Linked DNA regions of Mus musculus: regions 1, 2, 4, 5 and 6 are each linked to region 3. The links are chromatin contacts, called in public Hi-C, HiChIP or PLAC-seq, Micro-C and promoter capture Hi-C maps. All regions are on one chromosome and are shown on one strand. Each heading gives the region's core, a stretch centred on a gene start, on an enhancer-like site or on the middle of the called end of the contact. The rest is flanking DNA. Distances are from core to core; before and after follow the strand shown.

What was found. Promoter capture Hi-C pulls out the DNA fragments that hold promoters and counts their contacts. Hi-C and Micro-C count contacts between places; a contact is called where the count stands out from the background. HiChIP or PLAC-seq counts read pairs in DNA pulled down with a chosen protein or histone mark. Capture Hi-C pulls out chosen DNA fragments and counts their contacts.
Region 1: a contact with region 3 is called in a Micro-C map of embryonic stem cells, with 2.2 times the contacts expected there. The contact joins the promoter of Pck2 here to the promoter of Ngdn in region 3. A contact is called at or near these places in 13 of 39 promoter capture datasets (the 3T3-L1 cell line, 3T3-L1-derived adipocytes, the HPC-7 cell line and 7 more), 5 of 484 Hi-C or Micro-C datasets (the G1E-ER4 cell line, cerebellum, embryonic stem cells and 1 more), 9 of 115 datasets of contacts at active chromatin or transcription factors (the NIH/3T3 cell line, astrocytes, bone marrow-derived macrophages and 3 more) and 3 of 9 other capture datasets (adipose tissue, embryonic stem cells and macrophages).
Region 2: a contact with region 3 is called in a promoter capture Hi-C map of adipose tissue, with 2.1 times the contacts expected there. The contact joins the promoter of Dad1 here to the promoter of Ngdn in region 3. A contact is called at or near these places in 1 of 39 promoter capture datasets (pre-B cells), 1 of 115 datasets of contacts at active chromatin or transcription factors (fibro-adipogenic progenitors) and 2 of 9 other capture datasets (adipose tissue and liver).
Region 4: a contact with region 3 is called in a promoter capture Hi-C map of embryonic stem cells, with 2.5 times the contacts expected there. The contact joins the promoter of Nfatc4 here to the promoter of Ngdn in region 3. A contact is called at or near these places in 3 of 39 promoter capture datasets (cranial neural crest, embryonic stem cells and liver).
Region 5: a Hi-C map of B cells shows a contact between it and region 3, with 8 read pairs. The contact joins the promoter of Ripk3 here to the promoter of Ngdn in region 3. A contact is called at or near these places in 3 of 39 promoter capture datasets (liver and pre-B cells) and 1 of 484 Hi-C or Micro-C datasets (B cells).
Region 6: a contact with region 3 is called in an H3K27ac HiChIP or PLAC-seq map of cardiomyocytes, with 5 times the contacts expected there. The contact joins the promoter of Mdp1 here to the promoter of Ngdn in region 3. A contact is called at or near these places in 5 of 39 promoter capture datasets (embryonic stem cells, hippocampal neurons, liver and 2 more) and 2 of 115 datasets of contacts at active chromatin or transcription factors (cardiomyocytes and forebrain).

What each region holds. Positions count from the first base shown.
Region 1 is chr14:55,538,149-55,542,736 of GRCm38.p6, forward strand. Pck2 (phosphoenolpyruvate carboxykinase 2 (mitochondrial)) reads left to right here and starts at 2,118. Exons shown (of 10, transcript NM_028994.3): 1 at 2,118-2,365; 2 at 4,258-4,503. The coding sequence starts at 2,337.
Region 2 is chr14:54,250,924-54,255,539 of GRCm38.p6, forward strand. Dad1 (defender against cell death 1) reads right to left here and starts at 3,006. Exons shown (of 3, transcript NM_001113358.1): 1 at 2,709-3,006. The coding sequence starts at 2,919. It also overlaps a transcript of Abhd4 not described here.
Region 3 is chr14:55,012,573-55,016,959 of GRCm38.p6, forward strand. Ngdn (neuroguidin, EIF4E binding protein) reads left to right here and starts at 2,882. Exons shown (of 11, transcript NM_026890.2): 1 at 2,882-3,016; 2 at 3,597-3,656. The coding sequence starts at 3,005.
Region 4 is chr14:55,821,300-55,826,056 of GRCm38.p6, forward strand. Nfatc4 (nuclear factor of activated T cells, cytoplasmic, calcineurin dependent 4) reads left to right here and starts at 3,496. Exons shown (of 10, transcript NM_023699.3): 1 at 3,496-3,837. The coding sequence starts at 3,738. It overlaps Gm41159 (a long non-coding RNA gene), which reads right to left and starts at 2,290. Exons shown (of 3, transcript XR_874646.3): 1 at 1,899-2,290; 2 at 1,555-1,625.
Region 5 is chr14:55,786,774-55,791,594 of GRCm38.p6, forward strand. It overlaps Ripk3 (receptor-interacting serine-threonine kinase 3), which reads right to left and starts at 2,084. Exons shown (of 10, transcript NM_019955.2): 1 at 1,844-2,084; 2 at 1,465-1,608; 3 at 1,051-1,360; 4 at 509-666; 5 at 341-387; 6 at 1-151. The coding sequence starts at 1,863. It overlaps Gm32092 (a long non-coding RNA gene), which reads left to right. Exons shown (of 5, transcript XR_874644.2): 2 at 1-243; 3 at 4,057-4,318.
Region 6 is chr14:55,658,783-55,663,585 of GRCm38.p6, forward strand. Mdp1 (magnesium-dependent phosphatase 1) reads right to left here and starts at 1,669. Exons shown (of 6, transcript NM_023397.5): 1 at 1,556-1,669; 2 at 1,386-1,446; 3 at 1,206-1,316; 4 at 588-695; 5 at 418-503; 6 at 1-292. The coding sequence starts at 1,592. The coding sequence ends at 201. It overlaps Nedd8 (neural precursor cell expressed, developmentally down-regulated gene 8), which reads right to left. Exons shown (of 4, transcript NM_008683.4): 3 at 4,633-4,715; 4 at 3,481-3,843. The coding sequence ends at 3,747.

The DNA of each region.
Region 1 (4,588 bases), core at 868-3,367, 520 kb after region 3:
GAAAGGTGGGGTGACTGGGAGGATGGACCCAAAGGGACATCATCTCTGCCCTTTCTGTTTGTGATGGGTATGGACCAGGAGAGGTACAACATCTCATTCAAGTTTGTCATCAATGCCCCCTGTTCCACAGTCTGCTTAGCAATCCCTGGCCCAAGGTCATCCATCAAGGGATTTATGACTACTGTCCTCTAGAAGACCTTGGATCACACACAGATGCGCGTGTGCGCACGCGCGCGCGCGCACACACACACACACACACACACACACACACACACACACACACCGAAAAGCTGTGCTGTGATGGCCATGGGCTACCCAAAACATCCCTTCATTCCTGGTACAGCCAAAGCTGTGGGCAAAGGTCATGCCTGAGCTGAACAGTAAGTTCACTAACATGACCTTCTCTGTCCCTACTTCCACTGTGCGTCCTGGATCTGACATGCTGCCCAGAGAAAACTGCCATCTGGGAGATGCCAAGAGGTGTGGTGACACATACCTTTAAAACTAGCACTTGGGAAGCAGATTCTGCATTCAATGCCAGTTTTGTCTACATAGTGAGTTCCAGGACAGCCAGACTACATAGGGAGACTGTGATTCAAAAGTAAATACAGACATGCAGATATAAGAAGGTGATGAGGCACCGGGTGTGGTGGCACATGCCTTTAATCCCAGCACTAGGGAGGCAGAGACAGGCGGATTTCTGAGTTTGAGGCCAGCCTGGTCTACAAAGTGAGTTCTAGGACAGCCAGGGCTACACAGAGAAACCCTGTCTCAGAAAAAGAAGGAGGAGGAGGAGGAGGAGGAGGAGGAGGAGGAGGAGGAGATGATGATGAGGCAGGCATTGAAGCATCCTGGGCTGATATAGGGACCAGTTGCCTCTTGAGACTTTAACAGCAACATCCATTCTACCTTTGATAGTGGTACTAGCATTGCTCTCAATAACCACTTTATCAAGCTCATATCCAGGTATGACAGATAATTTGGCTACAGCAACAGAGCAGTGGACCATTTAGGTCCACACAGTCCTCTAAGGTCCACATGGCCTCCAAAGAATAAGAAACTCTGGACCACCTACCCCAGCAAGAGTAGGAGAGGAAGAGAGCCCTTGGCTGTTTAGGGAGACCCTGCCATAACTCAGGCTCCACAGCACTGAGCATCTCTGCTCACAGTTTCCATCCTAACCCCCAAAAGAAGAAGGGGTTTTTAAAGAAGCCCTCAGACAGTCTTAATAAAGACCACTGGGGTGGTTAGGGGACATCTATTGATCTTTGTCTCACTGCTCTGCCTCTGCCTCAGGCAGGTTGGTGCTTTGCATTATCAAGCTGACACCCAACAGAACCCAACTTAGACTCTACAGACTCAGCAATCCAGCAAAAAAAGGAGCTCATGTCCAAAGGTTAGAAAAGGTCTCAGACAGGGATCCCATGCCCCCGTCTCTGAACATCCTGATTGCTGTGGCCAGGGTGTGGGCCACACAAACTGGCCCTAAGAGAAGCAAGGTCAGACCCACATGATCTGATGGTTCTCCAAAGAAAGTCACAGTGCTGCAACCAGAAAGAGGATTCTGAGCATCATGGATGCGTTGAGTTTGGGTTGGTACAGCATTTGAATACCCAATGGTCTCAAGTTGGAATGAAATGTTGAGAAATTACACAAGGACTCTCTTTGGGATTAGGTGGGGGAGGGCATTAGAGGACCAAGGATATGTCTGTAAGCCTGAAACACCCCACCAATTCCATGGTGCTAGAGGAAACTCCCTTGATAAGAAGCTGGGCACGGACAATAGTTTGGTTTTGTTATTATTTGAGGACTAAGGAGAGCTTAGTTAGCATCTGGGACCCTGGAAAAGAAAAGCCTGAGGCTAGGAGTGCTCTGGAAAAGCAAACCTAGACCTTGAGGGTTTAGGCATCTTGTTATCCTGGGCTCCCCAGCCCTGGTCTCATCCCTCACTCTTAACTTGTTTTGCATTCGACATCTCTTGGTTGCTTTCTCTAAGGAGCAACAGCCTTCAAAGTTACATCAGTATCTTACAGCGTGGCTGGCCGAGTGGGCGGATCCCAAATTGAACTCCGGCCTCCAATGGCTTGAGGATGTGATGACTGTGGGGCGGAGGCTTCACCCAGCCCGGGGCCTTGAGCCCGGGCTAGTGAGCCGGCCTACAGAAGGGCGAGAGAACCAGCTAGGTTCCGCCCCGGGGACTGCCCGCCTCCTTTTTAAGCGCCTCCCGCCCAACCTCAACTCCCTCTGGCTTTGCTATGCTCCTTCCTTCCCCGCCTTCCTTGTCTCCCCGACTGCGCTCGTTCCTGTGGCCATCCCGCAGCGCCAGTCCAGGTGCCATGGCTGCTATGTACCTCCCCGGCCTGCGGTGAGTGACCCATAGCCCGGGGCCCACTCCGCGCTCCACCTTCCGGGCTTCCTCCGCTTGTTTCCCATCCTAGGAAGAGACTGGCAGGGTGGCTATTAATCAGTGTGGGTCTCACGGTGGTGCATCCCCCCCCCCCTCCGCATTCCCATCCCCAGCCATGCCAGGTTTCCTAGCCAGCCTCTGTGCTCTTCTGTCCCTCCCTGCGGCTTGTGTGCTGTTCTAGCTGCCACTCGCAACCTCCTCCCCCTTCTCCTTTGCCTTCCTGAGCCCTATCTCTGCAAATGCTCTACTTAGCAGATGTAATTCTTTCAGACCAAGGGCTCCTAGTCCAGCTTTCAGTGTGTGAGTAACCATTAAGGCCTTGAGGCCATAGGGTTTGAGGCCCCGGGGACCCGAGCTCAAAGCTCCCTAAAGACGGTAGAAGGTAAACATCACTTGCAGCCTCCCTGAGAACAGAACGGAACCTGGCACGAAGCCCAGTGAAGCCTCTGGGGACTAGGGGGGGAGGGAGACAGGGAGGGAGAGAAGGAAGGAAGCAAGCAAGATGGGAGGAGGGCAGACTGCCTTTTTAACTTGGCCGGCTTCCCCCAGTAGGTCCTGGACCCCAGGCTTGTCCTGGCTGGCTCCCCCTGCCCCACCCCCCATACAACCGGGCCTCTTCTCCGTATACCCCTCTCTCCATGGTCTAGGATGTAAAAGAGTCTAAACTGACTCCTTATCTCTTCTTCGCAGTTTACTTGGTTAATCCATGTGAGAGTGGTCTATGAAGGATAGAGAGAAGGTCCCTCTCAGGGGCGTGCAGGAGAATTGGGGTGGGGCTGGGAGAAGCTGTGCTTCCCATAAGACAACTGGAGCCAATACCTGGGGATCAAAGCTTTCAGGATCATGCATTTAAAATTAATTTCTCAGGGAAACTGTCATGTGCAGAAAAACACACAAAGAGACCTACCTTGCTGTGCCCCCACCCCCTGGGGCCACACAAAGTATGCTGCCTTTTTTGTCTTCTGGAAAACACCCCACCCAGGCCCAAACTCCCACATCCAAGAGCTTTCTCTTCTCCCTTCCCAGGCAATGTAGCCTGTGTTCTCAGGTTCTGACCCTACCATCAACCCCTAAGGCTTCTAAGGAGAGCCAGGGAATGCACAGGCCCACACCATCGAGGCCTACTATGGGTTTCTGGCAGGTGAGGCCTGGCATGTGAGAAGGGTAACTACATCTCTTTACCTTCTTTTGTCCAGACCAATCACAGCAGACCCTACTATCTTCCAGGAGGGTAGCAGGACAAACAATACAGAGACTACCCTGCCCTTCTAGGAATCTAGGCATGGACCAATGGCATTATTCTTCTTGATCCAGTTTTCCCTATGTTAAAACATCCTTGGCTAGTCCACCCTTGTTGACCCAGGTGAACAGAGGCACTACCTGAAACCCCAGCATCCGTTGTCTTCATTCGAGAATCCTAACCTAAAGCCTGGCTGGCACTGGGAGAGGGCTTTACCATCTGGAGCTATGCCTTCTGTTGGAGGCATTTACACCGAAGGAGACAGATAATAGTAGCTGCCATTTGAACATCAAAACTGATTGAAAAGGCCATGGAAGAGCTTCTTTAAGATTGCTCATGAAGCTCTCATCTGGGCAATTTTCTTCACTCTTGGACCAGAGGCTTGACTGCCTCTCCTCCCCGATGGGAGACACAAACCTCATAAAAGCCACAGATACAGGTAGTCTGAACTCACTCCACATACCCACCACAACCCAGAACCTGGTCTTATGGTGCCTGCAACCAGACACACTTTGGTACTCCCCAGAGGTACGGCTTTCTGCCCCACTCACCAATGCTTGTCTCCCATGATAGCCACTGGATGGTTGACTCTCTGTTTTGACTCTGATAGGCTTAGCCGGCACGGGCTAAGGCCCTGGTGCTGGTCACCGTGCCGTAGCATCCAAACCCTGCATGTGCTCAGTGGAGATATGAGTCAGCTGCCGGCTGGAGTTCGAGACTTTGTGGCGCGCAGTGCGCATCTGTGCCAACCAGAGGGCATCCACATCTGTGATGGGACCGAGGCTGAGAACACTGCCATACTGGCCCTGCTGGAAGAACAGGGTCTTATCCGCAAACTCCCCAAGTATAAGAACTGGTAAGCCTTGAAACTAGCAACCCCCAAGATGAAGGTTACTGCTTAGACTGAGGTCCCTCTGGGTTCCCCAAGACAGATATTTCTA
Region 2 (4,616 bases), core at 1,756-4,255, 760 kb before region 3:
TCAGATGATCTCCTACAGAAACAGGCCAAAGCTCCAGCATTAGTGCCACTTGGTCTTTCAAAATCCTCCCCCAGAATTTCCTATAACCTCCCTCACCAAAGCTGCCCCTTCCAGTCTCTTCCCAAAGACCACAGAAAAGTCAAAAACACCAGGCCTGAGGTCTCCTGTCTCAACAATGTGAGCGAAGGCCAAACAAGTTACCAGGCAATGATCTGGCCTAGTAAAAGAAGTTGGGCTTAGTAAAATGAATACTGTCAAAAGAAACATGGCAGCCAGGCTGCTGATACAACTTTAACCCCAGCACTCAGAACATGGAGGTACACTGATCTCTGTGTTCAAGGTCAACCCAATCTACAGTTCCAGCAAGGCAGGGATACACATTAAAACCCTGTCTCAAAAAAAAAAAAAAAAGAAATTAAAAGGAAAAAAAAAAAAAAAAAAGAAAGGATGGATAGGTGGGTGGATGATGAATGGATCTGAGAATTTAGCTCAGTGACAAAATACCCTGAGTTCACTGAAGGGAAGAGAATGCAAATGATAACTTTCTTCAGCAACAATGAATTATCAGAAACTTTTTCTTTTCCTTAAACCCAATTTTATTTCTCTCACCCTATTCCCTGTTACCTAAAAGATTTGTAAATATCACTACTAACACCAATCTTACTACTAATAATGACTTCAGTACTAATAATGTCCTAATAATGTCCTCACTAATAATGTCCTCACTAATAATGCCCTCACTCCTAATAATGACCTCACTACTAACAGTGTTCCTTTGCTAAGCAGTCTAGTCAATAACAAGCCATATATATACCTCCCACTGAAACCTGATCATTTCAGCCTCAACAGGCACAAAAACAGGACTTAGGAGCTGGAGAGGTGTTTCAGTTGGTAAAGTGCCTGCCTCAAAGCATAAGGACCTGGTTTGCTGGCACATCTTTAACTGTGGAGTTGCAGAGAGTTGGAGAGAGGCAGACAAGACACCATACAACAGGAAGACACTCCCTCCCCAGAGTTCTCTATCCACCAGCCAGTTCAGTCTAGCCAATGAATACTTCTGCTCTTTAACCTCCATATACACACACATGCACACTGACACATAATGACACTTTACAATACATTATATGCACACAAAGATGCTCACAAAAATACTTTTAAAAGAACATTAAAAAAAAAAAAAAGCAAAAGCTGGGGCTGGGGCTGGAGAGATGGCTCAGTGGTTAAGAGCACTGACTGCTCTTCCAGAGGTCCTGAGTTCAATTCCCAGCAACCACATGGTGGCTCACAACCATCTGTAATAAGATCTTCTGCACTCCTCTGCTATGTCTGAAGACAGCTACAATGTACTCACATAAGTAAATAAATCTTTAAAAGAAAAAAAAAAAAGCAAAAGTCATCTACCAAAAAAAAAAAAAAAAGAAAGACAGATGGGATGAAAGAGAGAGTGTGAGCGCACTAACCTAACTTTCCAGCAAATCACTTTTTTTCTATGTAGTTCTGGTAAGTCAGGACTTAACTCAGAGGCTTGTGAAGATGGGTGGCTTCAACAGGAGAGACCTTACTTAAATCAGCTGTTAGCCCCACTCTGTTCCTACACTTCCATAACCAGAGGCTAAATAAGTAAGAGGTTCTCAGCCTCTTACTGTTCTCTGTCGGGAACAGTACTGGGCACAGTAGAGAGGTTTGTCAGACCTGGCTAATGGTGCTAACATATCCTGATGGTTAGGGTGTAGCCTCCAGAAACTGGACCAAAAACCAAAGACACTATGATGACCACTGAATAAGCTGACTTTGCAGCTCTAGCTCTGACTGGGGCACAAGTCGGCTGGGGCCTATTTAAGTTCTGAAAAGTAAAATTGTTCCCAGTGGGCCTGACCTAGCAATGTGAATGTGTACATGTGACGTGAGGTTTATGTTAAGACACTAAATCAAGTCTCCAGACAAGTCCAATGCTATATTTTGTCTCTGCCCAAACCAGCTGTAATTCACTGAGGAAAACAATTGCTAATAAACCCCCAAAACACTGCTGACTGACCATGATACATTTGGTAGTAACATTCCTAAGCCAAACCTGTTCCCAGTATTCTCTCAGTTCCATGGGGCAAGAAAAGTCAGACTTCAGATGAAATCCATGGCGGCAATCCTCATTAAACCTGGAAGTCTGTAAGGTTATTAAATGTGTAGAAGAAAGAAGAGCTAATACACAATTGTGTGAATAAAAATTGAGTTGAGGGTAAAGAGAAAAAGCACATAAATTATGCACAGAAATAAGTAGGGGCAACTAAAAAGCCAGCATCAATTGGGTTGCCTCCTCACAAGCAGTCACTAATATTTATATTCCTATACTATCACCAAAGTCTTCTCCTAGATGAAGTAGGGATTAGGCCAAAGTGATAGAAATGTCTCAGCTTGGCATTTTAATTTAAAGCTCTACCAACTTTAAATTTGTGTTAAAGTTTCATCAAGGTAGGATATTTTTCCTTAGAGAAGTATTAATTGCGACGAACACCAGAAGACTATTTCTTTACATATTCAGTTTCAACTCCTGTTAGGCATTAGAAACGTGACATTTCTGAGCCTGCTTCCTGGATCCCAAGAAGTAAGCGTGACTTCACAGACGACGGCCTTCTACAAACTACCAAAGGGTACCGTGAGGACGAAGCTGCGCGCCAAAGTGGGACATTATGACCAGGATACAGAATCATTACCCGCTAGGATGAAGCTGCCCACACAAGAGATGAAGCCAGAGAGGAAAGAGTTGAAGGGGAAGGTGCCCACGAGGAGACAGTAGCCGAACTGCAGCGCCCCGGTCAGCAGTATATAAAGGAGATAGGCGTCCAGCAACTTCAGCCGCTGCGGAGTGGAGCTCAAGTACTCCTCCAGGAACCGGGAGATGACGGACACCACAGACGCCGACATGACGAACACGGGGACTTCGGATACCGGACGACCACAGACGATGTGGCTCGCGCGTGCGCGTTAGCGGGCCCTAGCCACGCCCACACCGGCGGGCCAATTGGCTCCGGCGTAAAGGCCAGCCTTGGTGCGTCACAATTAATGCGCAGACACAGGCTGCATACCCAGACTGAGAACTACAAACGGAAATAAATTAATGCTCCTGCGCAGGGCCTATCTCCCCCTCTGGAGACGTGTACTATAGCCTTATTTCCGCCCTGCGTTTGTTGACGCCCTCTGTTGCTCTGGCGACGAGATTTGTGACCGGAACAAGGGGAGAGGTTTAACAGCGGACAGAGACGCTTCCCAGAGAGTTCCGGCTCTCTTTGATCCCCCTCAGTGGTCTAGCTTGGGAATCTGCTTAGAGACCAAGCTGGCGGTCCAGGGACTTAACCTGCCTGGCCCTAATTCTCTTAAAAGCTCTATCTTCAGATGCCTATGACCGATCATTAGAGCAGGTCAAGTTCCTCCGCAGTGAGAACTATGCTTATACGGGCCAAGCGCCGGTTTACACTGGCGGGAGAGGGTTGACCTCTACAGGATCCTGAACTGGAAGGCTGAATCTGGGCCCCACGAAGAACCTAAGCCAGCAGGTATTCATTCATTCAACAAACGCTCGTTGAGTACCAAGGAGGTCCAATAGCTGTAGTTATATTGTAGGAATTTTTAGGTTAATCAGTCACTGTCTAAAAAGAGAGATAGTCACTTGTGCGTAGAGTGAAGGGTCAGGATCAGCAGCAAACTGACATTGTACAACAGGTATTGTTATAATATTCCTTGAATGGCTCCAAAGAGCATATTTGTTTCAACCTGATCCTCTGAATCATTTTATAGAAAAAGAATTGAAAGTTTGAGGTTTTAACAAGTACAATTAACTGCTTTTTAGCGTTTTAGCTGAAGAAAACTTAAGTTCTGCCTTCTGGTTTGCACTGCCATTACAAGTTCACAATAACCCGACCTTCTAAACCTAGTATCTCATCTTTCAGTTAAAAAGTCTACCCGCATAGAATCCGGTACTTCATTTCAGCGTTTAAGACACTTCCAACTGCCCTGCCTAACTAGTTGAGCAGCATTTCTAAACCCGCAACTGAACTACTGTCGCTTGTTATCTGTATTTAGCCCGGAAACACTTAGCGCCACAATCCAATAAGACGTAAATAGCCCTGCCCAGGTTCCAGTGAATCACTCGTGTCTTTGGAAAGCCTTAGTCTGTTAAAAGAGGTAAATCCATATTCACAAGAGAGAAGTTTGCACTCCTAGAAATGTAGCCTCTGTGCTCTTGTGTTACTGTAGAGTGGGTGGGATGTGGAAGGATAACCAGACGGGTTCCTACTCCACATAATATGAAATGCATCTGCAATTGAACCCTTCTCCCTGTCTCAGCACAAGTAGAACAGATTCCTCTGGTCGTCAACTTAAGGCCAAATGGGCTAACTGGCTGTTTCTAATTATCCAGTAATGAATTCTTCCAGAAGTTCCTGTGCCATCATCCCAGCACCTTCCAGAAGTGTCTTAGCCTTTGATCTTTGTCATTAACATCTTCATAGGAGTTCCCTAGGAAGACAGAATCAATGCAAGACATCACTTATTGAGACAAGCATACTCATTCTAAGACAAAGCCATTCTGAACTCCAGATTTTCTCAGCTACCTGAATTAACAA
Region 3 (4,387 bases), core at 1,632-4,131:
TTGCTTCCTGTTGCTGTGATGCACAGCCTGACCAACAGCAACTCGGGGAAGAAATAGTTTATTTCATCTTACCACTCTAAGATCACACTGCATCACTGAGGGAAATTAGGACAGGAACCTGACAGCAGGAACTAGAACAGAAAATATGGAGGACTGATGCTGACCGGCTCCATCCATGGCTTGTTCATCTCATTTTCTTATATAAGCCAGGACCACTTGGTAAATGCCACATCTATCATTATTCAGACTTGTGTACAGGCCGATCTTATGAAGGCATTTTCTCAATTGAGGTTCCCTCTTTCCAGGTAACCCTATGTGTCACATCGACAAAAAAACGAACCAGCACAATATATATCCCTAAACACATAAGCAACACTGAATAGACTCAGCACATTGCATTTATTTAGACAAATCTACTTATCTACCTGCCTGCATGTGTGTGTGTGTGTGTGTGTGTGTGTGTGTGTGTGTGTGTGTGTGTGAAACAAGAAGAAATCATGATGTTGAGATAGAGAGAGGCCACAGGAGCAGTTGGAGGAGGGAGAATAGGGGGTGAAATCATGTAAATATGTACTCATGAAACTTTCAAAAATGCTAAATGTTAATAATTAAAACTGCAATTAAATTTGTATTCCTAAAAAAGTTTTATCTTTGCTCAGTGTATACTTGTAAATGTGCTGAGTGCTCAGCAGCATCTGGAGCTGTTGAAAACAACAAAAGACAAAACAGACAAATTTAATGCTCTTGTGTTCTTGATTGCTGGCTGAATCTGAAATAACTTTAGAAAGATTTATTGCATTGTTAGCTCTCATATTTCTTGTAACATACAAGGTGATTGGTATTTTTAATTTTTTCCCCTTCTTCATTTTTTTTTAACTTTATCTACTATGGATTTGTATGAGGGTGTCAGATCCCCTGGAACTGGAGTTACAGACAGTTGTGAGCTGCCATGGGTGCTGGGAACTGAACTGAGGACCTCTGGAAGAGCAACCAGTGCTCTTAACAGCTGAGCCATCTCGCCAAGGTTATTGGTATTTTAATGATAAAAAAAAAATAAGGCAGTACCAGCAGTTAAGAGCACTGACTGCTCTTCCAGATGCCCTGAGTTCAATTCCCAGCAACCACGTGGTGGCTCACAACCATCTGTAATGGGACCTGATGCCCTCTTCTGGTGTGTCTGAAGGCAGTGACAGCGTACTCAATACATAAAATAAATAAATCTTTTCTTTAAAAGGAAGTATTATTTATTTTCTCAGATATTGTAATCGTTTGTCTATAACACATATGACAAACTTCAAGTTCCAAAAAATAGTGTTAAAACAGAAGTTTCACAAGAAAATCCTAATAAATACATGAAAAGTGCTGACAAGATGGCTCCAGGTCAAGGCGCTTGCCCACTAGGCTGACCAACTGAGTTCTATTTCCAGGACTCACATAGTGGAAGGAGATCCAACTCCCATTTGATCTTCACAAGCGTGCCGCACACATATAATAAATAAACTTTTTTTTTTAAAAGACAGAAAAATACCAAAACTCTTGTAGGTTCTTACAGTGCTCTGCGCCTCCCAATGAACCTTAAACAGCAAATAAATATCACAGGCAAACCCTCTGTCCCATTTTATGTAGTTCCCAAATAGGTAGAAACTAGAATGTTTCACCCAGAATTCAAGATAGAAAAAGGATTACTCTTTTTTGCTTAAAAAAAAAAAACAAAAAACAAAAAACAAAAAAACAATCACTTTTATGTATGCCTATGTCTGTATATAGGGAAGTCAGAAGGAACTAAAATTCCCCTGGGGCTGGAGTTAAAGGTAGTTGTGAGCTGTCTTGTCTGGGTGCTGGGAATGGAACGTTGGTCATCTGCAAGAATAATATGTGCTCTTGGCCACTGACTGAGCCATCGCTCCAGCCCCGTTTTCATTTTGTTTATTGAGATGGGATCTCACAATGTAGACCAGACTGGCTTGAAACTCATGGAGCTCTGCTTGTCTCTTGACTAAAGAGATCTGGGATTAAAGGCCAAAGCTACACTTTGGATTTCCCGGCTCAGGTCTGCTCTTCTGTTGCGCGAGGAAACTCCGAGCCAGGAGGACCTTTCTAGCGCTGTATTGTGTAATGCAGACGGAGAGTGGGAGTTATAACTCCCACCTAATCCTCCAGCCCGTGAGAGGCGAGGGAGTGGGCGTGTTGGAAGATACTGAGAAAAGATGACGGGGACAAAGGAAATATGCACAGCCAGGGTTTTAACCACGTTCTGCGGTGGACGAGTGGAGCAGTGAGAAAGGCACGCAGGTTGAGCCGGTTCCTCGCCTGTCGATTTTTCCCTCGAGAGGAATGCAGGGCGCAATGCGGCCTTTGCGCAGAGTCCTAGGCGTGCACGGGGAGGGTTGGCCGGTGATGCGGCCGACGGTTTCTGAACCTTGGGTTCCCGCTCCTCCATCCCAACCATCCAAATTACGGATGAAAAGGGCTCCACTGTTGTTCAAGGACAGTCACAGAACCAGGAAAGGCGCACTTGGAAGTCCTGGGGCCAATGGCGGCCCAGCAACCCTGCCGCATCAGAGAACGGACGGAAGCCGCCACCCTGCGGTCTGTTTTGGCACTACACGGAAAACGCCGTGGAAAGACTGTCTCTGCGGCATCTGGGAGCCAATGAGCTCTCGGGCTGCATAACTAATTTCTTTTTTCTACTGGTTGCACTAGCTGTCAATCAATAATCTGCACAATATTTATTGGAATTAGCATCCATCATTCTCTGTAAATCACGAATCACATGCTTCTGTCCCCGCCCACCTTTACGCCTTAAGAACGCCTCTGCGTTTGACACATTCAGGGAGTTTCTTTATTTCATTGGCTAGGTGAGGTCCCGCCTCTCCGATTAGCGGAAATGAAAGATCTCTTACTTCCATTGGCTGAAATTTGCAAACTGTGATTGTCTATCAAAACTATGAACTCACGCTAGCTCCTAGGAAGTTCGGGCCCGGAAAGGGTGGGCTTTGCGAAGATGGCGGCTCCGGTGAGTTCTGTCTCCTTGCTTCTTCCCGGAAAGGAAGGAATCTGTGAAAGTTTCCTTTCGCCTCCACGGATCGAGGCAAACCGTTGGCACCATGGATGATGAGAGTGATGAGAGTTGTCTCAGGGATGCGCTCACTCTGACACAGCGGTATCGTATGTCAGATGAGAGGGAGGGTCAGACGCTGCAGGTTGGCTGGTTCCGGACAGGAGGCTAACCCCAAATTACTCTTCAGAATGAGCTTTGTAGGGAGAGTCTCGTGACCATGGCGGGCGGTGACCCGGCCTTAAGGTGGGACAATGTTCCGAGCAGAGCTAGCGTCACATGTACAATGTGGCTGGGGCAAAGGCAGCCGTAAAGTTTGGCGATGAAATCTCCGGTCTTTTCCAGTAAATTGGGGGGGGTGTGGTGGGAGGAGACTGGCTGTGTGCCGAGGCTGCCTGCCCCTGTGCGGGGGGAAAACGACCCAAAAGTCGCGACTGTTTTGAAGGAAAGGAGGGAGTTTGATAGGCAGTACGTTCTGCAATCATCATCGCCTAAAGTAAGAAATTGATCACCTTTAACTGTCCCCTCCTATCTGTAGGAGGTGCTGGAGTCAGACGTGTCAAGTTCGATAACACTTTTGAAAAACCTCCAGGAGCAGGTGAGTATGTATGTCTTTTAGAATAAATCAGTCAGGGATTAACTTTGACTTCATAAGTCTCATCCACACACTTTGATGATTCGAATACTACAAAATTATCTTAGGTGTAAAATAAAAGCCTTATATGCGCTTCATGAAAGTTCAAAATAATTCATTCAGCTCCCAAAGAAATACAGAAAGCTGTTTTTCCCCCATTCACTTACTTATTTATTTATTTTATTTAGTCACTTTACATTCCGATTGCAGCCACCCCCCAGAAAACTTTTTTTAAGTTATACCCAAACTCCTTTATTTAAATAATAACTAAGAAAACAGATGTTGACAATCTGTCAAAATAGTGGCTATAAGTGCCACTTAATATGCATTTACATAGTAAGTTCTAGTGGTACAGATAAAATTACACTCCTTGGCCTGTTTATGGTGCACACCTTTAAACCCAGCACTTAGGAGGCAGAGGCAGGTGGATCTCTGTGAGTTCAAGGTCAGCTTGGAGTGTATAGTGAGTTCCAGAACAACCTGGGCTTCATAGACAAACCCTATCTCAAAAAACAAAAACAACCCCACAAACAACAAAAGTCACAGCCCTCATCGCCACTGTCGGGCTCCTCACCCCCTTCACTTGGTTTCTTAATGACCCCCTCCCTCATCTTTAGACAGCACCATGACGATGTTTTCTCTGCCTCTTGGAGAACTGTTGGAAACGCTCAGTTCAGTGGTGTTCAGCAACAGCG
Region 4 (4,757 bases), core at 2,246-4,745, 810 kb after region 3:
TTACAAGCCTGACACGAGATCCAGCTGCCGTTTATTAATTGAGGACATAAAGGCAAGTCAAGAAAAAGTATGTTGGGCTGGTGAGATGGCTCAGTGGGTAAGAGCACCCGACTGCTCTTCCAAAGGTCCCGAGTTCAAATCCCAGCAACCACATGGTGGCTCACAACCATCCATAATGAGATCTGACTCCCTCTTCTGAAGTGTCTGAAGACAGCTACAGTGTACTTACATATAAATAATAAATAAATAAATCTTAAAAAAAAGTATGTTTACCATGATCTCGTGCACATAAAAGATCGTGTTTGTTTTCAAGCATATACTAAATAGATACAAAACTGGACTATCAGAAATAACTACATATTTTGTCTGACTTGGATCATTTACAAAGAGAATGCATTTTGTATAATTAAAAAAAAACTAAGGTCCACTTTTTTTTTTAGGTATTTTCCTCATTTACATTTCCAATGCTATCCCAAAAGTCCCCCATACCCCCCCCACTCCCCTACCCCCCTCACTCCCACTTTTTGGCCCTGGCATTCCCCTGTACTGGGGCATATAAAGTTTGCATGACCAATGGGCCTCTCTTTCCACTGATGGCCGACTAGGCCATTTTTTGATACATATGCAGCTAGAGACAAGAGCTCCGGGGTACTGGTTAGTTCATATTGTTGTTCCACCTATAGGGTTGCAGATCCCTTTAGCTCCTTGGGTATTTTTTCTAGCTCCTCTATTGGGGGCCGTGTGACCCATCCAATAGCTGACTGTGAGCATCCACTTATGTGTTTCCTAGGCCCCGGCGTAGTCTCACTAGAGACAGCTATATCAGGGTCCTATCAGCAAAATCTTTCTAGTGTATGCAATGTAAGGTCCACTTTCAAATCTATAGAATAATACCTTTTAGAATACAGAACACAAACAGGGAAAGGCATGATTAGTTTAAAATTCCAGCACGTGGGAGGGGGAAAGACAAGGATAAAGAGGAGTTCCAAGACAATCTGGACTACTTGAGACCGTCTCTAGAGCAGTAGTTCTCAGCCCTCCTAATGCTGCGATCCTTTAATTCTTCATGTTATGCTGACCCTCAGTCATAAAATTATTTTCGTTGCTACTTCCTAACTGTAAGTTTGCCACTGTTATGAATCATAATATAAGTATCTGGTATTTCTGATGGTTTCGGGGATCCGCAGGTTGAGAACAGCTGCTTTAGAGCAACCAAACTGAACGAACAGAACAAAGCAAAAAGCAAAGTCTAATTACAAGTGAACTCTGTTCAGGTGGGTACGCTAGGGGGCAGAGGAGGTATAAAACCCACAAGGTGGCAGGAGAAACCGCCAAGAGGAAGGAAGGGCAACTGTGCTTTGTGGTCGCCAGGGGGCAGTAGTGTAGGACAACCTAAACTTAACTACCAGTCCTCGACCTCAAGGCCAATGTGGACAAATCAGAGGTCATATGTTCTGTCCCTCTGTCTAAGCTTCGGCAGACTGGAGAGTTTGCAATAGAAGATGCCCTACTCCAAAATAGTTTGTCTTTCTGAGAAATCATTGACATTAATACCTCACTCGCGCCAAACTGTTCTCTCTTCTGCCTCCTTTCTTTTGCAACACCACGGTGGGGAAATTGAGTCACTGGGAGGAGAAGGGAAAGAAAGTCGAAGTCAGCCAGCCCTGGTCTTCCAGACGAGGGAAGGGGGAGGGTTCTCCAGGAAAACAAAGCGGGGTGGGTGGGGAGGTGGTTTGCTGGGCAGAGGCTGAGCCAGACATATGGAGAAACACTGCCCAGGATCAAAGGAAATATGACATTTGAAAAGAATGTGCGCGTCTGCTTGTGCCGCTGAGCGGGGGGTATGAGGGAGCAGGGCCCCGGCCGAGTTTCCGGGTCTGTTCTCCTTGGATTCCCACCTCTGCCCACCCTTCTCTTAGGTGCAGGGTGGTAGATGTTCTCGAGGTGTTCCTCGCGCCCCCTAACCGTGAGTTCCTCCAGTTCGGAGGTGAAGCAAGACGGGAATGTAACCTGAGAAGAACCCAAGGGGAGAGAGGGGGGCGGGGAGGGGGGAATCAAACCAGGCCCTCTCCCGGCTCGGCCTCGGAACATTCTTCTCTCCCGCCCGCCAAGCTTCTCCTCCCTGCCCCTCCCGCCTCGCGGCCCTGGGCTTGCAGCCGGGGCAGCGCCGCACGTCACTGGGGTCCCCGGGGGCTGGGGGGGTCCCCAGGACTGGCTCGAGGGAGGACTGAGGGGAGGGAGGGGCGCCGCCTCCGCCGCCAAGGAGCTGAGGCCCGCCAGGCCAGCCCCCCTTCCCTCTGCCCCGCAGAGCCTGTTTCTCATTAGAGTAATGGGCGCGGTCCCCGCCCGGCTCCCGAGTGTTTGTAAACGTCTGACCAGAGGGCCGGCGCTTAACCCTTTAGGTGCTGGACTGGGGTTTGCTGTTGGGGGACGCGGGTCGGAGCCTGAGAGATTTAGAGACTGGAGATTTGCCAGGTTTATTAGGGAAGTTTGGAGCATGTGGTAAGCATGCAAGGAGAATGGTGACTGCTCCCCTGTCTTGCAGCGCCTCCAGTCCGAATCAAGAATCTCCCGTTCTATTCTTTCTCTTCCAAATGGGACCTCTTTATGCTCGCCCTTCCTAGAAACTCCTGACCGGGTCTTCCTTCCCTGCCCAGGTGACAGGTGTCCAGCCGGTGGGCCTAAGTTTTTAGCTTCTGGCCTTTTCTAAACCCGGCCAGGAATTTAGGATGGCCGGGAGCAGAACGTCTTGGGATCAGCGAGCCCAGAGATCTGCAGCTTTTGGGACGAAGGAGCCGACTATCTCCTCCAAGGCTAATTAATGGCCTATCTAGGTGGCTGGGACAAGGGTATCAGCAAAGCCTGGCCTGGATCTACGCCCAGCGGGCTATGGGCCTTCAAAGGCTTCCTGGGGTTCGAAAGTTCTGAGAGGCTTCTGGGACAGCTAGAAGTTCTTCATCTTAAGGGAATGGTGGGGGGTGGCTTGTGGAGGTGGTGGCTAAGAACTGCAAAGGCTCCTTGGAGGTCCAGGTAGAGTGGTCTCAGCGAGGGTGGAGGAATGGCCTCCTCTACAGAGCAGCTCAGAGCCTCTCTCAATCCCAGATCTCTCTTCAACTCAAGATTTGGATGGAAAGGACAGTGAGGTGCCCTTTCTTGGGAGATTTTGGCTATCCTGCTCTTCAGAATGTACCGTGGGCCTGCTACAATGGGGGACGGGTGACAAAAATATGGCCTCTTTAAGGCGAGGGGACCCGGACCTCCCCACCCCCTACGCTGGGACTAAATAGGCTGAGGTTTGGGCTTTCGGTGGGAAATGATTGTCACAACTGTGGGCCAATAGGTACCATTAGGGTTCTATAACGTTTGAAGGGACCATTTTCCAATTCAGTTTTTTCTCCCTCTTTGGAGGGGGTGGGACTGGAGAGATGACCGGGGGCGGGGGGGGGGGGAACTAGGGGCGCGTGGTTTTCCCATCTCATCCATGGAGGAGGGGCCGGTGCATCCCGGGTAACCAATCAGAGACAGGCTGGGGGGGGGCCGCTTTGAAGAAGTTTGGGAGAAAAAAGTTTGGAAAAGTTTCTATAATAACGAGGGGGCGTCCGGAGGGAGGCGGCAGCGACAGAAGAGGGGGCGTCTCAGAGAAAGGGAGGGAGGGAGCTACCCTCGCGTGAAGCTACAGCAGCGTCCAGAGCTTCCCCCTCCCACCCAGGCGGGACCTGGGGGCTCCGGCCGGATCCATGGGGGCCGCAAGCTGCGAGGATGAGGAGCTGGAATTTAAGCTGGTGTTCGGAGAGGAAAAGGAGCCCCCCCCGCTGGGCCCTGGGGGTCCTGGGGAAGGTTAGTGCGGGGCTGGGTAGGGGTCTTTTGGCCAGTGACCGAAGGGCCAGGAAATCTCCAGTTTGGGAGCCTGGGGTGTGTGAGAGGGTGAGGTGGGTCAGAGGATGAAGGGAGCTGAGGGACTACCAAGGCTGTGGAAGTGAGGCTGGGGGCCACGGCATCATTTTTTTTTCCTTTTTAGGTCCTAACTGGGGTGGGAGTGGGGGTGTTGTTGGCTATGCGCCGCCTGCCGGCTAGGCCGACTGTCTCTGGGATGGGGTGCGGAAGGGAACCTTGGCCCCCAAGAGCCGGAGGTGCCGGCTTGGGAAGGGGAGGTTTGGCCCTGGAGTTAAAGGCTTTAGGACCTAGGCCTGGTTCTGCAGACGCGACGCCTGGGGCTGGGGGCTCCCTCGGGCAGCGCAGGGACACCCCTCCCCCTCCCCCTGTCTGGCCGCAATGAGAGGCAGATGGCGGGGAACGAGTCGGGGGCGGCGGCCGCCGCTTGCACGGAATCCGCGCTGCCCGCTACCCCCTCTCCCCCCCCCCCCCGTTGGCTGGGCCCCGCACGCATCACCCTTCGACTGCACCCCCGCCCCCTTTGGGGGGGGCGAGGGAGGAGTCACCTCCCCTCGTCACCACAGACATGCCCCCATCCCTCCCACCCCCAGGCCACAGTTGCGATGGTAACTGGGGTTTCTGCCAGCACCATTTGGGGGTTTGGGAACCGTCGCTAATTGGGTTCATGTGTGAGTCGCCCCCAGCCCAGCCCAGAGCCTGGGCAAGCACACCTCCAGGCCTGGCTCTAGAATTCCCCAAACCACCCCAGCCCACCTGCCCAGGACCAGAGTGTTAGAGTATGAGGTCCTGGCATGCCTGTATCTCTTTTCTGTCTTGTGATGTTCAACTTTGCTTTTGTCCGGAGACTAGGGGAACCTCTCCTA
Region 5 (4,821 bases), core at 834-3,333, 770 kb after region 3:
TTTTCGGACTGGGAACCCCAGCAATGAATCATTAACTCCTTCAGTTTTTCCAAGCCGGGAGTCTCAGGGCTACCTGGAGGCAGCTCTGTCAGTGGAGGACGACTCTGCCTGTCACACACTGTTTCCCGGATTAGTGAAGTCTTGTCTACCACTGGAGTTGGGGGATAACATAAGGAATTCATGAAATGAGGGGACAGCCCATTCTATCGCGGACAGGAGCAGGGAGAGTCATCCAAGTGAGAGGTGAGGTGGGAAGAGGGCAGTGTGTTAGTGGGTCAGGGTAAAAGGGAGGGCTCCAGGGGGGTTTAGGTGCTTTCGGGTACTCCATTTGGAGTCTTACACTCAGCTTCTCTGCCAGCCAGCACTGCCCACACGAGGATCCCAAAGCTGTACAGACACAAATGGAGGCTTAGATGGCCTCTGGCGAGACTTCTTTCCTGTATCATTCCCTTTAGAAGGGCCCAAATTGGTATAGAGATTTGGAGTGTGTTTGGGGTGGATGGTTTACCTGTAGACATCACTCGCTTTAGAAGCCTTCAGGTTGACATCAAATAACAGCTCTGGGTCCAAGTACGCTAGGGTGCCCCCAGAGTCCCTGGATCCTGATCCTGATCCTGACCCTGACTGGGACCCTCCCTGAAACGTGGACAGGCCAAAATCTGCTAGCTGTAAAGGAAAGGAAAGGGAAGGTATTAGATGAAGGGGGGGGTCAGAGATTTTTCCCTCTCTTGCTCCCCAGAAGATGCAGCAGCCTCAGCTTTTTGGAAGGTGTTATGGAGGACCAGAGGGAAGGTAAAGTCATTGAGAACTTAGCAGGAGATCTGAGTTGCTGATGGGCAGGCCTGAGATAAGTCAGCCTGGGTCCGTGAGGGTGCATTAGGCCTGTGGAACTGAGCCAGGGGGTTAAGAAGGGCGTCTGGTAAGGAGGGTCACCTGGTATGACTAGAAATAAAACTCCTAGTTGGGTCTTGTCATGTGTGTAGTCTTGTATTCAGAGGGACAGGTACTCAACATGGTCCCAAGTCTACACTAGGTTGTAGATGGACTAACCTTGGCGTGGAGCTCTGGATCCAGCAGAATGTTAGAGGGCTTGAGGTCCCGGTGCAGGAGCGGAGGGTTCAAGCTGTGTAGGTAGCACATCCCCAGCACCACTTCCTGCAGCAGGCGACAGAGGAGTGGCCAGGGCCGAGGGCACTCGGGTTGCAGCAGCCCTGCGAGGGAGCCATTCTCCATGAATCTTGTCACCAGAGCCTGCCCGGACACGAAGTCCCACTGGAGGTCCTCAGTGACCCCCAGCAGGAGCAGAACGTTCTCATTACGAAGATTAACCATAGCCTTCACCTCCCAGGATATCTTCTTCCTACACGCCGAAAGGGGGCCAAAATTGGATTGCGCTCTGGAAGACCCCACCCTTGCCCCACTCAGGCTCGTGACCACACTCTGACTACAGCTGGGGTCACTCACGAGTTCACGATCTTGACTGCTACATCATGGTTCCATGTTCTGTGGTGTGCCCGGAACACGACTCCGAACCCTCCTTTACCCACAAACTCCAGCTTCTTCAGTTCTTCACGGCTCACCAGAGGAACCGCTGACGCACCAGTAGGCCTGAGAAAGGTTCTTGTCCGGTAGGGGGCCCATCCCCCAGCCTAGCGCATCCTCTGTCTCCCAAGCTCCGGGATTCCGTGACTGCGCGTGGGCAGCGTAGGCAGCGAGTCTAGCCTCCCCACTGCTGCCCGCCTCACCCCCAGCTTTGTCCCCTGCCTCAGAAAAGGCGTCCTTTGAGTGTGTCCCCGGGCCACCTGTGTGGGTGTGCCGGAGACACAGCTCACTCCCCACTCACCATAACTTGACAGAAGACATCGTCGGGAGCTAGCGGCTTCCTGGAGTTATGTGTGCACAGACGGAGCTGGAAACCCGACGTCTACGGCTCGGAGTGTGGACTGAGAGGAAGGCAGGGTCTGCAAAGGGAACAATCAGTAGGTCAAGGCACGGAGGTTCAGGCCCCGAATTCCGCTTCCCAGGTCGCTCCCCCGGACTTTGAATGAGCGACTTCACAACTTCCCTTTCAAATAAGAGGCTCCTTCTATCTCCGCCCCCTGGGGTGGAGCATTGAAAACTTTGGGGCTATTTCCTGTGCACGTGCCTTGAAACTGCTTCCACCCGAGAAGCGCCCAGGCACTGGGCGTGCCACAAAAGGTGTCCTCACCATCCAGGAACGATTGACTCCCCACGATAGCCAGTCTCTCTTGGACCCCTTAGCTCCACCGCTTGCCAACCACATTTTGATGAAGGGAGGATGGAGATCAGGAGGATTTTATGGTCCTAAGATCACGGAGTAACGCTTCTAGTAAGGGTTGTCTTGGGCCAGGTACACATACTGGCTTCTTAGATCAACCGTGTTTTCTTTTCTATAGAGGAGGAAACCCAAGTACTTAAAGTTTAAATCGCTTGGCCAAGTAAGTATGGGACTAGTTTAGAACCGAGTTCTGCTCCACCAAGGTAGCCCTTATTTTATTTATTTATTTATTTATTTATTTACTTACTTACTTACTTACTTACTTACTTACTTACTTTTGAGACAGGGTCTCTTTTTGGAGCCCTGGTTGATCTGGGACTCGAGTATACAGACCAGGTTGACTCAAACTCACAGAGAGCCATCTGCATCTGCCTCCTGACTAAATGCTGGGATTAAAGGTGTACGCCACCATGCTTGGCTTTCTTATTTATCTTAAAATTTATTTATGTGTGTGCATGACCATGCATGTGGTGAAGGGGTGCATGTCATGGTGTGTGTGTGTGTGTGTGTGTGTGTGTGTGTGTGTAGGTGTTCGACCTTGTTTGAGATAGGGTCAGTTTGTTCTCTGCTGTGTGCATAATGCTATGTGTTAGCCTGTTAATGTCCCAGTATTCTCCTGTCTCTCATCTTGCTGTAGGAACACTGGCATGGTATACATGGGCTACTGTCCCCAATGTCACTTTAGTTGTGGGAATATGAGTTCAGGTCCTCATGCTTGCATGACAAGAATTTTGCCTACTAAGCGGCACACACACACACACACACACACACACACACACACTCCAGCTCAAGTTAGCTTATTCTTCTTGACAATGCCTCTGGGCTATATAAATCTACCTGTGGTGCAGGTAAGGTATGAGGCACGCAGTATGCACTAAAGGACCTCTTGGAATCCCTGCTCAGCAAGAGCAGCTACTAAGTAGGGGTTGTGGAGCTGGAAGGCCCAGGGTCTATGCCAGGGTGTTGTAATGAGGATAGGTGTGCTGGCCCTGCAATCGAGCCACTGCTGCTGTGATGGCCTCTGTAGCAGCTCTAAGGGCTTCCCACCCTTCCCCTTGTGTGATACCTTTGGCAAGTAAATACTCTGATTCATGCTTCAGGCAAGCATGGCATATATTCTCCATGAAAGCTTTTCAAGATCCTAGAGTGTCAGACTGTTGGGTAACAGGACTGGTGGTGCACACCTTTAATCCCAGCCCTCAGGAAGCAGAGGCAGGCAGACCTCTAGGACCAGCCTGGTCTACATAAGGAGTTTGAGGCCAGGTTAGCTACATAGCAAAACCTTGTCTCTAAATAAATAAGTAAAAATGAGTTTAAGGTAGGGGCTGGAGAGATGGCTCATCAGTGAAGATGAGCGGTTGGTCTTTCAGAGGACCCTGGCTTGATTCCCAGTATACACTGGAGAGATGGCTCATCAGCGGTTGGTCTTCCAGAGGACCCTGGCTTGATTCCCAGTACACACATGGTGGCAAACAATTGTATGTAACTCCAATGCCAGGGGATCTGACACGTTCTTGTGTCCTCTGTGGGCACTAGGCATGCGTGTGGTCACAGACTACATGCAGATTAAAAAAAAATCAAATTAAATTTGAAGTAGCCAACAGATCCCTATATTTTATCACTCAGTGGCATAGTTGTGGCTGGAGGTAGAAATAACTGGATAGTCAGCCCTAGCATTCAGTCCTTAGTAGGAAGATCCAACCTCAAGCTAACACTCTGGAGCAATTTCATAGTTACTCCCCATTCCTTCTTCCCAGGCCCAGTAAAACACCATTCCCACCTCATTCCTACTCCCCAACCTTCACTGACGAACACTTCAGATGCCTTATAAAAGAGACACACCATTAATTCCAATACTCTGGAGGCAGAGTTAGACCAGCCTGGTCTACGGACAGGGCTACATAGAGAAACCCTGTCTCAAAAAGAAAAAAAAAGGAGGAGGAGGAGGAGGAGGAAGAACCATATGCTATCTTATTTGACTGGTTTACTTCATTTGGATTCAGACACAACATCTTCGAGGTAAATTATGTTATGGGATGTTTCTGAATTTTATTAAGGTTAAATAATATCCATAAATGCTGAAAATATTCTAGCACAGTGCATACCACACCTCTATGCCCATTCATCCATCCTGGGCATTGGTTGGTTTTCTCCTTTCAAACATTGTAAATGACAGTGCTGTGAACATTATTGTACAGAAGTTATTTGAGTCCCAGCTTCTAGTTCTTTTCGGAGGTAGAAGTGCTCACAGCAGATGCTGTTTGGAAAAAGAGAGTCACCCCTCTCATCAGCGAGGGTTTGGAAGGATGCTCAGTTATTTGGGTTGAGTGTGCTGGAAAACATGCTCTCCTTGCTGCACTTCAGAGTTCCTGAAATCTTTCTTTCTTTTTTTTTTTTCCCCCGAGACAGGGTTTCTCTGTGTAGCCTTGGCTGTCCTGGAACTCACTTTGTAGACCAGACTGGCCTCAAACTCAGAAACCAGCCTGCCTTTGCCTCCCGAGTGCTGGAACTAAAGGTGTGCG
Region 6 (4,803 bases), core at 419-2,918, 640 kb after region 3:
TCTTCTGGTGTGTCTGAAGACAATGACAGTATCATATACATAAATAAATCTTTGTGAAAAAGAAAAGAAAAATGGAAACAACCCATACGGTGGCAGAACCCTGACTGTCACACGTGGACACTTTAATACAAGAGCCCCTGACAAGGCTTTCTTGATTTTAGTTTTACACTGCAGATGAGGCTTATCCACAGGATTGGACCTCAGAGTCCAGCTTGGGCCTTTGCAAATGTCTCTAATCCTTGAGTTAACGTTTGAAGACTCATCCCATCCCGGATGTGAATGCAGGTAACGCCTGGAACAAAGAGCAGTCACATTTTACCACACTTTCAAGGCTCTGCCGTATACTACCCACCCTACACTTACTTTATCTTCTTTTAAGAACTCCCCCCCCCTCACCCCCCAGCAGTGACTCAGTACCAAGTCTGCCAACGTCTATGATATTCCGATTCTCATCATCAAAGAAGACCATCTGAGAGAAAGGAACTCCGGTCTTGTGGTGCAACCTGTGAAGAACAAGGCAGGGGTAACCACTTGTCAAGCTGACTTCTTTTGTAGTCCACTTGCTCCCACACCAGCTGTCTGCCTACCTCTCAAAGTGTGTGACTTTGCTGCCTGGGTAGATTTCCCGCTGAATAAAGTATTTGCCAAGGTCAAAGAGCTCCAGGAGTTGGTTGGCCCCTTGTATCTCACTTGTCCTTAAAAAAAAAAAAAAAAAAAAAAAGGCATTAAATACATGCATTAGGGGAGTGCCAGAGATGCAGGCAAAGTTAGGTATAAGGGGATAAAGGGACAACTTTGCCCTGTTATTCAGTTCCAGAGATTCCGACATAGCTAGCGCTGAACTAATCTTTAGTAATTTAGAAGTACAGAAAGCTAATGATAGAAAAGCAACGAAGGCCGGGCAGTGGATAGCGCATGTCTTTAACCCTAGTAGTTGGGAGGCAGAGGCATGTGGATCTCTGTGAGTTGGAGGCAAGCCTGGTCTACAGATCAAGTTCCAGGACAGCCTGGGCTACACAGAGAAACCTTGTCTCGAAAACAACAGCAACAAAAACAAACGAACAAACAGAAAAGAAAAAAAAAGAAAGAAAGAAAAGCAACGAAAATATTTTTACATTTGCACTTCCTAGTTTTCGGTACTCAGGGAGTTAAGTGCAATTTCTTTATGCATCTACTTGAGTCTGCAGCACAGTTACTTATCTCACCGAGAAGCAGCGGCGACAGGCACGCCAAGGCTCTGCAGTCTTCCCAAGACCTCGGGCACCTCCGGGTACAATTGGATGTTCTGGCCCCGCCTGTCTCGTACAGTTCCATCGCTGGAGAATATGACAGAACGCTCAGTTCCCGCAATGTCTTTTCTGGTCCCATACCTCTTATAGTCTCACCTGCTCTTGTGGAATGGGGGGTCTACGTGTGTATCTACCCAGAAAGGCCAGAGCGTGTAATCTGCAAGAGGAAGGAGGAAGAAGGTTCAAGCTGGAGGAGTGCAGACACTTAGCTACCGCGGGGAGCGGAAAAGGGAAGCGCCTTATAAAATCCCCCTGCCGTTCCTTACCCAGATCAAAAACCGCAAGCTTTGGCAGCCGCGTCATGATCCACCCGCAAATCCAAACTTGGCGCTGAGTGTGTCCCAATTCTATGGCGGCCAAGTAGGCGGCGGGCGAGCCACAGAGAACCGGCAAAGCCCGGGTGACTAGAGCGTCGCTCGGCCTCCTCCGACAGCGCAAGAGCGCCTTCGGAGGCTCTGCGGGGAGAATAGCTGCAACCGGCGACCACACCTCCCTCCAAGGCGCGGGCCACAAAGTATTCCTTACACCACCCAACTCACTTCTCACTAGAGAAGCCACAGCTTTCTTTGTGCACTTCTGTCTTGAAATTGAGACCTCATCTCATGAGTTTATTACTCTGCACTCATCTTGTCTTCATGTCAGAATCTTGACAGTATAAAAAACTAGTCTTCAGCAACAGTATAAGCAGAAAGAATGTAGTGTCTGCACCCCAAAGTGATTTAACCACAGCTACACAGGAGGCCTAGGCAGGGGGTTGAGATCAGCATGGGCAATGAATGAAAATCTAGTCTTATAAAGGGGTGGGTCCGTAAGGTTTTTGAGACTTTCTTCAAGCCACTGTGAAGGGCTAGGAGGGCTGCCCTGGGAAAGGATTTCTTTTGGTTTCTACCGTCCTCAGCAACAGTATTTTAACAGATGTGAGTTTGTACAAATGGATTTGTAGTGCTTGCCAATTTCTGAAACTATTCTTGCTGCAGACGCCCGCGCCCCCTCTCCCCGCCCCCCTTCTTCCTTTCTCAAGGTAGGATCTCACTATGAAGGCAAGGGTAACCTTTAATTCACTAGGTATGCAACTTAGGCTGCTCTGGAATTCTTGATTCTCATGCTTTAGCCTCCCAAGTGCTGGAATTACATTCGTGAACCACCACAGCTAGCTACCATGTCCGATTTCAAATTACCAAGGGAGTCATTTAACATGGAGTCAGGAAGTGTGACAACACTTGGCACTTGTGAGCTTAGAACTGACCGAAGCCCACATTGGAGTAGGCTTTCCTAGTCTAGTGATCCTTCTACGGGACGAGGACCAAACACTACCTGAGCTTGCTTCACAGGTGGAGTGCAAAAGCGGGCTAAACTGGTATTTAGAACTTTGAAGAAATAATTCCCCTGGGCTCAGTGTGCAGGGGACACAACCCATCCAGAATCATTTGGGATAATGGAATAAAATGTTTTTCAGTTGAAAAGCCAAGCCAGGTGGGTCATGCCTGTAATCCCACCTACTAGGTAGGCAAAGGAGAGAGGATTAAAAATTCAAGGGTGTGGTGGCCTTCTCCTTTAATTCCAATGCTCAGGAGGCAGAGGCAGACAGATCTCTGAGTTTAAGGCCAGCGTGGTATACATACTAAGTTCCAGGACAGCTAGAGCTATATAGACTCTGTCTCAAAAACAAAACAAACAAACAAAAACAAAACAAAAACAACAAAACAAGAGTTCAGGGCCAGCCTGGGATACCTATCAAACACCTGTTTTAAAATAAAGAATATTCCAAGCTGGACGTGGTGGCGCACGCCTTTAATCCCAGCACTCGGGAGGCAGAGGCAGGTGGGTTTCTGAGTTCGAGGCCAGCCTGGTCTACCGAGTGAGTTCCAGGACAGCCGAGGCTACACAGAGAAACCCTGTCTCGAAAAACCAAATTAAAAAAAAAAAAAAAAGAAAGAATATTCCAGGCTGATGGCACATGCCTTTAATCCCAGCAGACAAATCCATGTGAATTTGAGGCCAGTCTGTCTATATAGTCTGTCTACATAGTTCTAGGCCAGCTGGCACTACAAAGTCAGACACCTTCCACCCTATCCCACCCACACCTTCTCAAAACTAACCTAAGAGCAGCACCTTTCCTTCCACCGTTCTACTTCTACTGGTTATAGCCACTTGGATTTCAGTTATTTGTGTCAAGAAGAAAGAGTCCAGATGGCCAGGAAATATTTTATTGATAACCAAGGATACAGCCATAAGACAGGGAAGCACACATGACTGCAAACTAAAACCCAATAGCCAGCAGGGGCCATCTGGGCCAGGAACACTGCACCCTGGGGTCCTCACATTCTCCCACCAGTAGACACACAAGATTGGGCATCCAAGAGAGGGGGCAGTGGCTCTGGTGTCCCAGAGAGTGAGAGGATATGTGATGCCACATTATGATTGGCAGGGCAAGGAGGTAAACGGAACCAAGTTTCTTCACTGCCCAAGACCACCTCCTCCTCTAAGAGCCAACACCAGGTGGAGGACGGAACCACCTAGAATCTTGTAATCAGCTGCTGTCTTCTCATCATTCCTACAGAGAAGAAAAAGCATTAGAAATCCATCTAAAATGGGCATTTGTAACCTGAGTTTGGTGGATCTCTGAGAGGCCTATGAAACTGTATGAGAAAAATATTCTTTTACTAACCTCTAAGGGTAATTAGTATTTAATTTTGAATACAGAGACCCACAGTGTTAACAATATGATAGCTTACACAATAGAAATTAGATGATATCACATTATGACTATTTGCAAGTATCTTGAAAATGTAAAAACAAGAAAAAAGCAATTATCAGACTAATCATTAGACCTTCTAATAAGATGTTAATAAGGAGGGCTGGAAAGATGGCTCAGAAGTTAAAAGCTCAAATTGCTTCTCTTGCAGAGGACCTGAGTTCAGGTCCCAGTACCCACTTCAGGAGGCTCACAATCTCATTTAAATAAGGTTCCAGGAGGATCTGACAGCTCTGAAATCTGAGGGCACCTGTACTCAAGCGTATATACCTATAAATACATACCTGAACATAATCAATTTAAAGGCATATAAAAGCACATATATTACTATTCTACAAATTTGTTTTAGTAGTTTGTTAACTAGCTCAATATTAGTTTACAATCCAATCTATTTTACTCTAAGTCTGGAATATTCTATGCTTTCTCTTATATTCTGAGAAGATTCTATATGCTTCATCAGACTGCGAAAGAGCGGCAAGCAGGGACACACTGAAGCAGCACAGGCCCGATGAACCTGTAGCCTCGTCACCTTCCCCTGCACTCATCCTCACACAAGGCAGCTATACCTCACTTCCCACCCAAGCTTACATTTGCTTGCCACTGTAGATGAGCCGCTGCTGCTGGGGGGGAATCCCTTCTTTTTCTTCCACACGCTCCTTGATTCGCTCCACCTTTGGAGAAACAAGTGGTCAGAGGCTGCTTAGAATTAGACAAATACTAGCCTTTAGTCCCAGCACTTGGAAGGTAGAGACAGGCTGC